Regions from separate parts of the Muntiacus reevesi genome. Here region 2 is linked to region 1. A link is a contact called in public Hi-C data. All regions are on one chromosome and are shown on one strand. Each heading gives the region's core, a stretch centred on a gene start, on an enhancer-like site or on the middle of the called end of the contact. The rest is flanking DNA. Distances are from core to core; before and after follow the strand shown.

Region 1 (7,399 bases), core at 3,897-6,396:
TTCCAATGAATATTCTGGGTTGATCTCCTTTAGCATGGATTGGTTGAATCTCCTTGCAGCCCAAGGGACTCTCAAGAGTCTTCTCCAACACCACAGTTCAAAAGCATCAATTCGACACTCAGCTTTCTATATAGTCCAACTCTCACATCCATACATGACTACTGGAAAAACCATAGCCTTGACTAGACGAACCTTTGTTGGTAAAGTAATGTCTCTGCTTTTTAATATGTTGTCTAAGTTGGTCATAGCTTTTCTTCCAAGGAGTAAGCGTCTTTTCATTTCATGGCTGCAGTTGCCATATGCAATGATTTTGGAGCACCCCAAAAAAGAAAGATAAAGAAGGTCAAGAAAGACAAAGAAGGTCTTCTGCCTCTCTTTACTTTCTCTTTGATTGTAAAACTGTAGCCCAGTAAGTTCTCAGGGTGTGGCATTTCTAGCCACCCACGTGTAAGCCTTACAAGCTTCCTGTTCTAGTAAATCATTTTTTATATACCGCTTTGCTCTCATTCAATTCTTCTCTGCGCTGAGATATAAAGACAAGGGTATCAGAGCTCTTCAGAGACCCCTGAAATGACACTAATGGTTTTGATACAAAGAAAAAAATCTTATACATTTACCATGTCGTTACCATTCCCTGTACTCTTCCTTATTTTACATGGATTCAGATTTCCAACTATCATTTCTTTCTGCCATATCACTTCATTTCTTTCTATCATGTCTTTCTTTAACATTTTTTGTAGTAGATAGGTTGATGATGTGTTCTTTCAGATTTTGTATCTCAAAAAGGCTTAACATTGCCTTAATTTTTAAAAGACATTTTTACTAGATATATAGTTCTCTAAGTTGCCTCTTTCCTTTCAGTAATTTTAAAATGTTGGCTTACTTTCTTCCTGCTTCCTTGTTTCTGACAAGAAATTTATTGTCATTCTTATGTTTTTTCCTTTGTAGGGAATGTGCCTTTATTCTCTGAAAAGTTTGCTTTTCTATCACTGGTTTTGAGCAATTTGATTACAGTGGGCCTTAGTATAGTTTCTTTATGTTTTCTAACACCTAGAATTCTTTGATTTTCTTGGATATGTGAGTTTATAGTTTTCCTGAAATTTGGAAAATTTTTCCTTTTTTTCCTTCAAATACTTTTCCTGATCCCTACCATCCATTTTTCAGAGCCTTGAACTGAGTGTGAAGTTATCCTATAGCTCATTGACTTTTCTGCTTATTTAAAAGTGCTTTCATTTCTCTGTATGCTTCATTTTGGATAGCTCTTTGATTATATGCTCAAGTTCAGTAATCCTTTATTTTGCAGTGTCTAATTGTTACCTGTTTGATATCTAGTACTGTGTGTATGCTAACCTCCTAATTTATCCCTCCCCAACCATTCTGATTTGGTAACCATAGTTTGTTTTCTGTGTTTGTCTTTTTCTGTTTTTTAAATAGCTTCATTTATATCTTTTTAAAAATTCCACATATAAGCGATATCATATGATATTTGTCTTTGTCTGGCTTACTTATTTTTGTATTCTTATAACTACTCTTGAGCTTTTTTGTCGGGGGAAAGGAAGATATAGCTAAATTTACCAGAAACAGTTTCACCATTTCAGATCCTGTCTTTAAGCTCTGTGTGAGTATCAACTTCTTCTAATTTTTTCCTATTGGTTCTTTCTCCACATTAGCACAGGGTCTTCTGTTTTGTCGTCCCTAGAATCTAGAGCAATCCTTTCAAATTTTAACTAATCAATATCCTCAAAAATGTGGTATAGGAGAGTATTTATTCTGGGATAAGTGCCACCCCCTCTGATCCTAGAAGGATGGAGAATGTATTAATAGAACTTATTACATCATCTTGAAATTGCATGTTTGGTAGATTTTATGAGAGCAGTGAATGAGTCCATCTTGTTTAATGCCATTTCTCTAAAACTGAGTACAGTGGGAATATAAGTATTTGTGAATTCTGAATTTTTTATTCTATTTTCAAAAGGGTGAGAAAATAGGTCTTTAAACAAATTGCAGAGGTGTTTTTTTTTTTTTTTTTTTTTTTCAGAACTCTAGAACAAGGAATTTTAAATAATAGACGGGGCCTCAGGAATCCACTGAGGTTACATGTGGGGTTATAGCTGTATTTTGTAGGTGCATGCATGAGTGCTAAGTTGCTTCAGTTGTGTCTGACTCTTTGTGACTCCATGGACTGTAGCCCACCAGGCTCCTCTTTCAGTGGGATTCTCCAGGCAAGAATACTGGAGTGGGTTGCCATGCCCTTCTCTAGGAGATCTTCTGGACACATGGATCAAACTCATGTCTCCTGAAGCTCCTGAATTGCAGGTGGATTCTTTGGGGTTGGGCTAAAGCCTAACAGAACCTGTTTCACATAAGTCAGCAAAGTAGGAGCATAGTGTGGGTTATGTGTAGGGAGGCTTCAGGCTAGTCCCCCTATTTAGGAGGCCTTTACATCTAGAGGCCTTGGGGCATGTTTGCGTTCTGTGCAGGACTTCTTTTCCTTCTTTCCACGTATATTTTAATGCCTACTGATGGTGGCACTGGGCCAGAAAGCCTTCAGTTCCCTGTTGCAAGAGATGCTGTCCTTATGGTATTCTGTGTCATGGTCTACGTCATTTGATATCATGATTATCCAAGGTTCCCATCTGGCCTGCTATGTAAAGATCGATAAAAGGCATCTATATTCTTTTGATTATCTGGGCATGCCCATCTTTCTAACTTACCATAAATCACATCCAACAAATACCTCAGAATGCCTACTCTGTTACAAGCATGCCAGCTACCACTAGAACTGGTCACTGGATAAGTCCTTTGGCAACAGGTAAAGCATCCTCACATGCAGATGACACCACCCTTATGGCAGAAAGCGAAGAGGAACTAAACAACCTCTTGATGAAGGTAAAAGAGGAGAGTGGAAAAAACTGACCTAAAACTCAACATTCAAAAGAGAAGATCATGGCATCCGGTTCCATCACTTCATAGCAAATAGATGGGGAAATAATGGAAACAGTGACAGACTTTATTTTCTTGGGCTCCAAAATCACTGAAGATGGTGACAGCAGCCATGAAATTAAAAAACGCTTGCTCTTTGGAAGGAAAGCCATGACAAATCTACACAGCATATTAAAAAGCAGAGACATTACTTTGCCAACAAAGGTCCATCTAGTCAAGGCTATGGTTTTTCCAGTGGTCATGTATGGATGTGAGAGTTGGACTATAAAGAAGACTGAGCACCAAAAAATGGATGCTTTTGAACTGTGGTGTTGGAGAAGACTCTTGAGAGTCCCTTGGACTGCAAGGAGATCAAACCAGTCAATCCTAAAGGAAATCAACCCTGAATATTCATTGGAAGGACTGATGCTGAAGCTGAAGCCCCAGTACTTTGGCCACCTGAGGTGAAGAGTCAACTCATTAGAAAAGACCCTGTTGCTGGGAAAGAGTGAAGGCAGGAGGAGAAGGGGACAACAGAGGACGAGATTGTTGGATGGCATCACCGACTCAATGGACATGAGTTCATGCAAGCTCCAGGATGTAGTGAAGGGCAGGGAAGCCTGGCATGCAAAAGTCCATGGGGTCACAGAGTTGGACATGTCTGAGCAACTAAACAACAACAAAGCATCTGCAGGTTGACCTAAGGATGGGGCACTATACAGTTTCAGAGCACTGGACATCGGATCTTCCTCTTTGAAAAACTTTCCCTCATCTTCTGTCGTCACATTCATAATACAGCTCATCTATGGCTTGAGCATAAAGAAAAGTGAGATGGAAAAAACTCACGACAGTGTCGGAAGAGGACTCATTCCATGAATTGATTGACTCATTCATCAGTATAATATTTATTGAGCACCTACTGTGTGTCAGACACTTTGTTGAATGATGATAGGATAAGGACTAGTGCAAAGACTACTAGATACAGTGCTGTCCTTAGTGATTTCATCAACTAACAGTGGAGGCAGACAAGTGAATGAACAGCTACAATAATGCAAGTGATAGACGGTAAGGGAGAATAATACATAAGACCAATATCTAATTTCTTGTAAAACCATAAATTCTTTGAGAGAAATGGCATTTGTCTTTCACAGTTCCCAACTAAATGATGTATAGAGGGTAAGCACTCAGGAAAAAGTCCAAAGGCCTAGATTCTGCTCCCAGCTGTCTTTGACCAGCTATCTATCCTTTCCATTAGTCATTTCAGTTTTCTGAGCCTCAGGTTCCTCATCTGTAGAACTGTGACTGATAATATCAGTCCTGATTAACTCACTGTGTAATTGTGAAGATCAACGGTCATGAGAATGATATTTTAATTAATTGTAAAGATCTCTAAAAAATAAAATATGCAATCATAATTTATATCCTTAATTTTTAAAATAAAACAGATGCTCAGCACTTCAATAAGTACTGAATAATTCCTTAAAAAAGAAGAAAAAAGAAAGGAAAGAAAATCAGCAGGTAAGGATCACTGTTGCCACTTTCACAGTTCAAAGTAGGTCTAATTTGATATTTTCAGCACTCGAGATAAAAATTTTAGGTCTTCCCTGATGGCTCTGACGGTAAAGAAGATCCCCTGGAGGAGGGCATGGCAACCCACTCCAGTATTCTTGCCTGGAGAAATCCCCATGGACTGTAGCCCACCAGGCTCCTCTGTCCATGGGGTCGCAAAGAGTCAGACATAACTGAGGGACTAAGCAGCAGCAGATTATTATTTTTACATTTTACAAATCAGAGAAGTGAGGCGCCAAAGAATTTATGCAAGAGCAGAATCTCTTCAAATCCCAAGCCTGGGCTGCTTGCCAAGGCTTTTTTGAAGCTTAGTCTAAGTTGTGCCTGACTATTTCGGGTGACCCCATGGACTGTAGCCTGCCAGTTTCATCTGTCTATGGGATTTCTCAGCAAGAATACTGAAGTGGGTTGCCATTTCCTACTTCAGAGGATCCAATGTAGGGATCGAACTGGCCTATCGCAACCGGATTCTTTAGCACTGAGCTACTCCTCAACAAAAGCCAAAAGGATCGAACTCCAGAACTCCTTAGCCTCTTTTCTCTGAAACCCCGCTTCCCCAGCTTGGAAGGAGCTGGCCTAGGCGTCGACTCCGCCCCTTGACGTACATGGCCCCGCCTTCAGGCCCTCCACCTCTCGCGGGATCTCTCGGGAGGACGGCTGGGGTCAGGTCCCATCATGGCGGCTGAAGAGGCGGATGTGGATATCGAAGGGGACGTAGTGCCAGCGGCGGCACAGTCTGGGTGAGCGGTAGAGACTGGGCTTGCTGAGACCAGGGAGTGCACGGCTGTGAGGAGGTACCCTATAAAGGCCGCGGTTCCGGCAAGGGCCGGGGGAGTGGAAAACCATCCTCTGGGCCAGGGTCTCCTGCCGGCCAGAGAGGCGCGCCTCGCCCATCCCGTTTGTTGGCTCCTCTTGAACCCAGAGGGCGGGTACCGTAGACTAGCGTGGAACTTCCCTTTTAGCGAGATCCTGTGAGGGCGCTGATCGCGCCTGGCACATTGTATACTTTTAAGCGGTTAGATTGCTTCTTCCCTTACTGCCACCCCAGAACCCGCCCCTTTGTCACCGCCCAAAAAATAATTAGAACAAGGGCAGTCCCTGGACGGAATCGAGCTTAGGAATTCTTGTTCCCTCGCTTGCAGGCCGTGTGACCTTGGGCTTGTCGTTTTATCTCTACTAGCCTCTGGTTTCCTCATTTAGGTAGGGACAGTGGTGAAAAACTTCCCGACAGGCAGCGTGATCTAAAAGAAAGGAGTGGGACTTAAGAGTTGGACAGCTGTGTATTGACCCTGCTAGTTACTAGCAGTGTGACCTTGGGCCTCAGACAACTCATGTGTAAGCTGACTATCATGTTATGTACCTCATACGGTTATTGTGAAGATCAAATGAAATAATTTGGGGATGTGCTCTAGTGTAAGAGGTGCTCTGTAAGTGTTGTGTTCTTTACCGTCCCACCCACGGATGGTATTTTGAGGACCCAGTGCGAGGTCACCATTTAGTACCAGTTCCTGCAGAGCAGGCCAGTGTGATTTTTAGAAAGCAGCCTCCAGCTTGAGACATCTAGCTGTTTGACTCCTTGCTTGCAGAGAAAGAAATCGATACATGCGGTTTTAAAGATGTGCTTTCAGAATTCTCTTTTAGTAATAGAAGAGGCCTACATTGGTCAGGATCAGAAGACCTTAGTTCTCAACTCAGCCAGCTATGTTGCTTATAACTATGAACAGATTCATTAGAAGTCGCTACATTGAGCCAGGTTAAAATTGTGAGGCTTAGGCCATTTTTGACCTATAAAATAACAATTTCACATGATCCAACCTAATAATAGCACCTTTGTAAATTGTGAAGAAGAGCACCAACCCTGCCCATGAGGGACTGAAATAGAGCCCTTTAAAGTTTTCCTGAATTTAAAACACTATAAAAATGAGGAGTAACTAAGTCTCCTTCAAATGTTAGGCAAAACAGTACAAGTCTATACAAATGAACAGAAAGCCTTTGATAACAATCTTTCACATTTGTGTAGATTAAGTTAATCTTGACCAAGTGCTTTTGCATGCATGGTTTGGTTTACTTTCCACAATAAGTGTATGAAATAAGTGTGAGGGATTCTTACCTGAAGTTCAAGAGATGAACTCCCCTTGGAAACACTAAAGATTATCTGAGAGCACTGACTCTTCCCCTTTTTCCAAGGGTTTTTCTTTATTTTTACGATTGTGTTTTTTTTCTCTTTTTCTTTTTCCTTTCCTTTCTCTTATTATTCTGTCTAAGCCCAAAGTCTACTGGTGGCACTTATAGTCACATTAGTCTCATGAAACCAGTAACCAGTTGTTGGTTCCTCACGGTTGTTGTCATTGCCTCACACAGTTTTGTAGAGCAGCATGAACATTACAGTCTAGTGACAGTTGCTTCCTAGTGTTGGTACTCTAATCATGTGGAATTTGGTGTGAGTAAACACTTAGATGCCCCTCTGAATTGTTCATTTATAGCTGATCATGATATCTTGAAGATTAATTGAAAACACACTTTTAAATCCTTGGTAAGTGCTGGTTACCAAGGTTAGAAGATGCATTGAAATGTTTTGTTTCCCTTCTACCATTCTTTCTTATCCTCTGTTTCTTCTACTTGTTCTTTAAATCATAGCATTCCAAGGAATTTTTGTCATAAGACTCCTACTAACCATACATTCCATCTCTCAAGACTTAAATTTCTATCTGTTAAGTTGGACCATATGAAATTTTCCCAATGTTCCACCAATTTTGACCCACACAAATGAGAGTTAATCTTAAATTCCACCTAATAACAGGCCGATATTGCCCAAATCTGTCACCAGCTCAAATCTCTCTCCTGATCTTTAGATGCATTTATCCATTTTCCTGAATCTATTTTCCCTTGCGTGATCCACGAGCTCCTC
Region 2 (7,595 bases), core at 620-3,119, 130 kb after region 1:
CTGTTGGGACCACAGTTACCTTGGTGGTCCTTACCACAAGAAGGGCATATGCATGTGTCTTGTAAAAGCTCCACGGGCCTAATCATACAGAAAAGATCTTAGGCTCTATTCTATTACATTCTATAAATGGGCAGCCAACTGGTTTCTGCTTACATCTATGAGCAGGAAAACACACAAATGGAGGAAGAGGAGTCTCAGTGTGGTTATCCAAATAAAAAGTCATGTTTCTTGCTTAATTCTCATATCTGAGTCAATTTTCAGACCCAGACTATGGAACCCATTGACCAAAGGAGGTGGCTAGGTCCCTGGGAAGAAGGACCCTGCAACACTGAGACAAGTATACTGGGGAAAGAGGAACACCCAGATATTTCTCAGAATTTGAAAGGATCTTGTTACCCAGAAATATAAAGTACTCCCGTGGCTCCTCTGTAAGAAAGGGGCTTCTGAGTGTCAGGTAATGAGCAGAGTCCTTGATAACACAGAGCTTACAATGGGTCCCTGAGCCTACAGACCCACCCATTTCCCCAAACTCTTGAATTCATAACTGGGAATATAAATCGAGCAGTTGGCGCAAGCCTGCACATTAGGTTCTTGGCCTTTAGTTCTCATGTGGGGAAGTCCAAGTGAACACCTTTGAAACAATCCCTTCTCTATTAAGTTGAAAAAATAAATTAAAACCAATATTTCATTCAAGGGCATGTGGAGGTGACAGTGGAATTAATGCTACCATGAACAACCTAAAGGATGCAGGAATGGTCGCCCCTTAAATGGTCATGTTTCCATTTAGTTTGCCTGTCAGCCCCCTTCAGAAACCAGGAGGATGGCTTACAAACTACTGCAGACTGAACCATGTAGGAGCCCTGATCACAGCCATCGTGTCAGCTCTGCGACCCATCATAATACAGAATCTGGACCACTTGGGCATCCCCCAGAACACCACACCTGTTTCACTGATGACATGATGCTAATCAGGCAGAATGAGCAAGAGATGGCTAGTATATTGGAAACCTTGGTAAGAAACATGCTCTTCAGAGGGTGGGAGGTAAATCTGTGAAGATTCAGGGAACTGCCACTTCAGTTTTCAGGGAACCAGTGGTCGGAAATATGCCAACATAGTTCCTTCAAAGCAAAAGGCAAGCTATAAAATACAGGCCAGCAAGATAAAAGAAAAAAATTATTTTAAAATGTTCTAAAAGTGATACCTAAAAATAGTGTTTCTCTCCTTTAAGATGTTCTTCACTGTGCATAGAATATAAATATAACAGACTACATTTGGAATTAAAGTATCTTCTCCCTATCTGGTATCTTGCTTATTTACTTGTTCACTTGCTGGTCCCTTTCTTCACCGTGACATAAGCGCCATGAAAGCAGGGTCTCTGTCTTGTTCTCTGTATCCCTGGTACTTAGAATGCACTTGGTGCTCAGTGAGTATTCTCTGGTGGAATGAATGAAGTCTACTATACACATCGCTTTGTAGCCAGCTATTTTCAACTAACTTCCAGATGCTGCAGATTATCCCTCATCTTCCTTAAAACGCGCCATGTGAAAGCAGACAGTTCTCACACTCCGAAGACTACTTCTACCAGTGCAACTTCTGAACTAAAAAACCTTAGCGTTTGGGTAGCCTTCGAATCACTTTGCTTTCGGCCAGCACAGCAGGCCGTATCTACAGCGGGCACACCCTGGCCTGGATCACGCTAGTGATGTTCCTAGGCAAGCAGCCTAGCCCACAGTCACGTCCCTCCTCCAGCCACGCGGGGGCACTAGAGCGCCATAGTTCACCCGGGACCCCGGCCCTCTGGGAGGACGAACCTGGGCGGGTGTGTTGACGGCCCGGTGTGGGCGGAGCAAACGGCGTCCCGGTCCTGGCCGAGGGCAGGAAGTGAAGAGGCCGGGCTTCTCTGGCGGGGTGTGCGCGTGCGCGTAGGTCAGGTCGGCGGACTCTTCGCTTTTGCTACTGCTGGGGTCTGTCCTGGTGGGGACGCCTTTGCTGTAGAGTGGGCCGGGCCCCGGGGAGGGGACAGAGTACTGGAGTTGGGGCGGAGAGAGCTTTGAGGGGCGATGGGGTGCGGAGCGAGGACCCTGTGGACCCGGCGGGGTGGGGATGGCGAGGCCTGGGGTGGGGGAGGGACGACGGGGCGCCCGGGCGGGAATCGAGGGGGCTGCGTGTGGAGTCGGGAAGAGGGGCGAGCGGGACAGGAGGACAGGAGGACGTGGGAGTGAAGCCTCCTTCTCCCGCCTGGTCCCCTCTTGGTGTGAATTGCAGGGACTCCAGGGCGCTACCGTGCAGCGCGGGAGTTGCAAATAGACAGGTGGCTGCATTTTCCGGCAAGATAACCTCCCTCTCCCAGCCTTCTCGTTTAAGGGACCCTTTTTTAAAGTTGTGTTTCTAATGAACGTAGTATCCTGTGCCTCATAGTGACACCTTCTCCCGTGGAAAACCGATTCCAGCCGGTTTAGGCATCTTGAGACTCAAACCTCTTTTACTTCCTCACTCTTAAAAGTAGAGAAGAGTTTTCCTACCTACCCCAGTGAAACATAGGAAATTCCCTGTCTGAACAGCTGTAGGGTATTAAGACAATTTCTTCATGAACCTGTCTACAAAATTCACTTTTTGTGCTCTTTAAATAATGTCTCTTGCTTGTGTAAAGTGAAACAGTTACAATGTGCATGAGAAATTTTAGTCCAGGGAAATGAAAATACTTCATTGAGAATTCAGGGATTAATCAGCTGTAGTGATTCCAACCAATGCAACCAAACCCTCACTAAAAGGATTTGGGTTCATATCCATCATTCTCAGCTGTGGTGAAAGGGTGTAGTCTGACATTTGGAAGCCTAAGAACCAAGTTTGTTGCCTTCCAATTTATTATTATTTTTTTAAGCCTTCCATCATGTGTGTTCTTTGCTTGAATGATTATTTTAAAGTACATGTCCTATTTTTGCCGATCTGACAGCTGTTGCCATAGAAACTAGAGAAGAAATAGTCATTTTCAGCAGAATTGTTAAAACTGTCTTCTAGGCTTCAGCTGTGAGTGCCAGTGAGGGCTGTACTTGCTCATTCTGAGATGGTACTTAAAGAATTAAGGATCTGAAATGTTCTTAGAGGCTAACAATCCAGATTGTTTAATTTTCTCACATCATTAATTTAGTAATCCTAGACGTTTGCCAGCTATGTTTGTTGACCTGCTGCAGTTCTTTGAAGAGGATATGTAAGCCCAGATTCTTCTGCTCTGTGTAGTCTAGTCATTGGCTCTTTGAAAATTTATAAATAGATTTCTTCTCCCATTCTTTACCCTTTCTTAAGGATAAAGCAGGGATTACAAACTATCAGGCACTATTTCTGTTCTAAGTGACACTTGTCGGTGATATAAATGAATGGTTTTGCTTGTATGTGTAATAGGTGTGGTGTCGGGCTTCTACTTACACCTTCTGTGTCAGTATAACACTTTACATTTCACAGAAGTCGAGTGATGAGCAGGAGTTTGCTTGACATGTGAGCAGAGCTAAGCAGTGTAAATAGATGTGCGCACACAGAGATGAGAGGTTTTTTTTTTTTTTTTTTCCCCCACTGAGAGGAGTAAGTAAATCCATGGGTCTGGAACTTAGGAGTTGATGAAGAAAGGGTGGGGAAGGTGCCTGGAGAAATAGTGGGAAGTGGTAATTTGCAGGGTTTGGTCTACAGTATGTAGGAGTTTATTGAAGTGCATAGAAACCAGAGAAAATTACAAATACAGTTGGCTTTATTGGCTTGGGGCTTAAAACAGTAGTCACACATTCTGTAAAAATGTAAATAGCACAGAAATACAGAAGATGGAAATGCTGAATCCTTACAACCATCATCCTGCCACTCCAAATAACCACTGTGAATGCTTTGGTGTATATCTCTTTAGATTTATTTATATTTGTGTATACTGCCATATTTTAAGCATTGCTATTTTTGCAAATTAGGTAGAGATTTTGGTCTGGTTTGTTTTCTGTGGTGTCCCTAGCATTCAGAAAGGTGTGTGGTATGGCATGTAGCAGGCACTTGTTAAATATTTAATGTATGAATGAATAATAAATAATTCGGAGGTCAGAATCAAAAGGGACAAACATGGCAGTCTAGGCCTATGCCCCAAATTTAGGCTGTAGAGTGCACTTGGTAAGTGACTGAAACTGGTCTCCTAGAATAATGAAAAGAGTGTGTTGTTTTTGCAGTTTTGACTTTTGGTAGAAGACATTCTATATATAAACCTTAAGTACACTTTCTTATTTGAAATCTTAAATTTTTTTTTTCTGCATCTGCCCAAATGTTGTGCATAATAATTGCCTTCCTGAACTATTTTGCTACTCATGGATATATTTTCTTTTTTAAAATTCATACAGTGTATGGCACTTAATAAAAGGCCATATTTTACTGTCCTTTAATAGTCTTACTAAAAAGTACTTCCCCCCATCCCCCCCACCCCCCGCTGCCACCACGCCCCAACTAGATTATGACTTCTGTGAGGTCAGGGATTGAATTTTATGCTGTGTCCGCAACTCACATACCACCTAGCCAATGAAGAATCTTCCTAGCTACCCAAAGACTAATTTTAAAATGATTTCCAGGCCTGAAATATTTTACCACTTTTCAGCTAGGTTCAAAGAAGAAGAAAAACTAGAAAATATCTTGTTATTAGTCTTAAACTATTATATACAATATCAACTTTGACACTACTGATTTAGAATTGGTAGTAATTCAAAAAGGGTTAACTAGAAGTTAATGCTTGCTTAGCATGCTCTTTATTCAGGTTATACATTAATAATGCAAGGGCAGAATGTATAAAGTATGTAAAAATGTTGAGCAGTATTCAAATAGTTTGATATATAGATAATATTATTTATGAAAATTGATGTTCTGAAACATCTTTCTAGATAATAGTATATTAACCTAGACTGAATTAGATTTACGTATTTTTACCTTCAACTTTTATTGGGCTTCCCCAGTGACTCAGCTGGTAAAGAACCTGCCTGCCAGTGCAGAAGATGCAATTTTTATTTATTTTTTTCATTTATTTTTATTAGTTGGAGGCTAATTACTTTACAATATTGTAGTGGTTTTTGCCATACATTAACATGAATCAGCCATGGATTTACATGTATTCCCCATTTTTATTATGAAGATTTTGAAACACTAAAGAAAACTGAAAAAAAAAATTTAATGGCACATATATAACCACCACTTTACACAAAGATTGCTGCCATTTTTAGTATATCGGCTTTATGTCCTTTGTGTATGTATGTAGGTACTTTTCTTATAAAATTTGAAAGTTTCATTCATCATGAAGAGAGTGTTCAGCAAGTATTTCAGGTATAAGATACTCACCTCCATAACCACATCTTTATCAACTTAGAAAATAAGCAATACTTACCTAAAAGAACCTAAAAGCAAATTCATATTCAGTTTATCCCAGTAGTTCCAATTGTTTTCTAAGGCTTTTTTTCTTTCAAAGTAGGATTTAATCAAAGTTTACACATTGTGTTTGGTTGTCTCTTTTTAGTATCTTTAAAAAAAAATCTTACTGTATAGTTTATCCACAGTAATTTGGACATATTTCAGCTGTGCGTATGTTTGGACTCAGTGTATATTTATGAAATCAGCAACACAGTCACAATAGTGAGCCCTTTAATTGTCCCCCAACGTTTGTAATTCCTCCTCTTGCCCCTGTTTAACTCTCTATTCTCTGATTTCTCTGTAACTGTTAATTAATCTGCATTTTCTACAGTTAATATTATATAGCTGTAATCATAGAGTATGCTTTATGGAGGGAGAGTAGTGTTTTTTTCCTGCCTATGGGTCTGGCTTCTCTCACTTGCTAGTATGTAGAAATAAAATTGTTTTTGTGTATTGCTCTTGTATTCTGCCACCTTAAGCTCATTCTAATAGGTTTTTTTTTTTTTTGGTTTGGTTTGGTTTGTAGATTTCTTTGGATATTTTGGATAGACAGTCATGTTATCTAGGAATAAAGATGATCTATATTTCTTATCTGGATGCCCTTTATTTATTTAGTTATGTATGTTTTCACTCAATTCAATCACACTCACCGACATCTCCAGTATAATGTTGAATAGAAGTGGTGGGAGTGGACATCTTTTCCTTGGTCCTGGTCTTAGGAGGAAAGTATATTCTTTCACCAGCAAACATGCTGTTGGATATAGGTACCTGTAAATTTCCTAGCTTACTGAGTGTTTTAAAGGTTGGTTGTTGACTTTTTTGTGGCTGTTTTGGGTCTTAGTTCTTTAATTCTAGTTGCAGTGTGTGCGCGTCCACTGCAGTGGCTTCTTTTGTTGCAGATCACGGGCTCTAGGGCATGCAAGCTTCAGTGGTTGCGCTCCCAGGCTCTGGAGCGCAGGCTCCGTAGTTGTGGCACACAGGCTTTGTGGCTCCTTGGCATGTGGCATCCTTCTGGGTAAGGTATTGAACCCGTGTCTCCTGTGTTGGCAGATGAATTCCTTATCACTGAGCCACCAGGGAAGCCCCTGGGTGTTGGATTTTATCAAGTGCTCTTTCTGTGTCTTTTGAGATGATCATGTGGTGGTTTTTCAGTTAGGGTGAATTACTTTGATGTATGAATTTTTATTCAGCCTTACATTCCTGGGACAGATGTCATTTGTTCATGATGTACTGTCTTTTTAATATATTGTTGAGTTAGATTTCCTAAAATATTGAGAATTTTTGTATCTATACTCATGAGGGTTATTATATTGTAGTCTTTTTGTAATTATCCTTTTTTTCTGTCTTTGTTATCAGGTGATGCTGTTCTTGAGAAATGAATGGGTTGCAAACTATTCCCTTTTAATTTTCTGAAAGAGTTTATATGGAATTGTTATTCCTCTTTATATGTTTAGTAGAATTCCCCAATGAAGCCTTTTGGTTCTGGAACTTTTTTGTTGAAAGGTTTTCAACTACAAATTCAATTTAAAGATTGTGTATAAGTTTCTTTATGTTATTTATTTATTCTTGAGTGAGCTCTGGTTATTTGTGTTTTTCAAGGAAAGTGTCCATTTAATCTAAGGTGTCACATTTAAGATTTTCTCTTTCATTGGTTTGAAGAAATTTTATTTTCCTTGGAGTAGGTTTCTTTGTGTTGCCAGTGTGTGTGATTTGTTAAAGTTCTTGATTTGCAAATTTACAATTTTCATCAGATTTGGAAAATTGTCAGTCAGTCAGGCAGTTCAGTCACTCAGTTGTGTCTGACTCTTTGCGACCCCATGGACTGCAGTTCACCAGGCCTCCCTGTCCACCACCAACTCCCGAAATTTACTCAAACTCATGTCGATTGAGTCGGTGATGCCATCCAACCATCTCATCCTTTGTTGTCCCCTTCTCCTCCCACCTTCAATCCCTCCCAGCATCAGGGTCTTTTCAAATGAGTCAGCTCTTCGCATCAGGTGGCCAAAGTATTGGAGTTTCAGCTTCAGCATCAATCCTTCAAGTGAACACCCAGGACTGATCTCCTTTAGGATGGACTGGTTGAATCTCCTTTCAGTCCAAGGGACTCTCAAGAGCTTTCTGCAACACCACAGTTCAAAGGCATCAATTCTTCAGCGCTCAGCTTTCTTTATAGTCCAGC

What was found. A called contact is a pair of places that touch in the nucleus more often than the background predicts.
Region 2: a contact with region 1 is called in a Hi-C map of muscle, with 5 times the contacts expected there. The contact joins the promoter of OMA1 here to the promoter of MYSM1 in region 1. A contact is called at or near these places in 2 of 3 Hi-C or Micro-C datasets (blood and muscle).

The regions. Positions count from the first base shown.
Region 1 is chr1:146,468,234-146,475,632 of mMunRee1.1, forward strand. MYSM1 (Myb like, SWIRM and MPN domains 1) reads left to right here and starts at 5,147. Exons shown (of 19, transcript XM_065912112.1): 1 at 5,147-5,231. The coding sequence starts at 5,167.
Region 2 is chr1:146,601,820-146,609,414 of mMunRee1.1, forward strand. It overlaps OMA1 (OMA1 zinc metallopeptidase), which reads left to right and starts at 1,870. Exons shown (of 9, transcript XM_065928898.1): 1 at 1,870-1,965.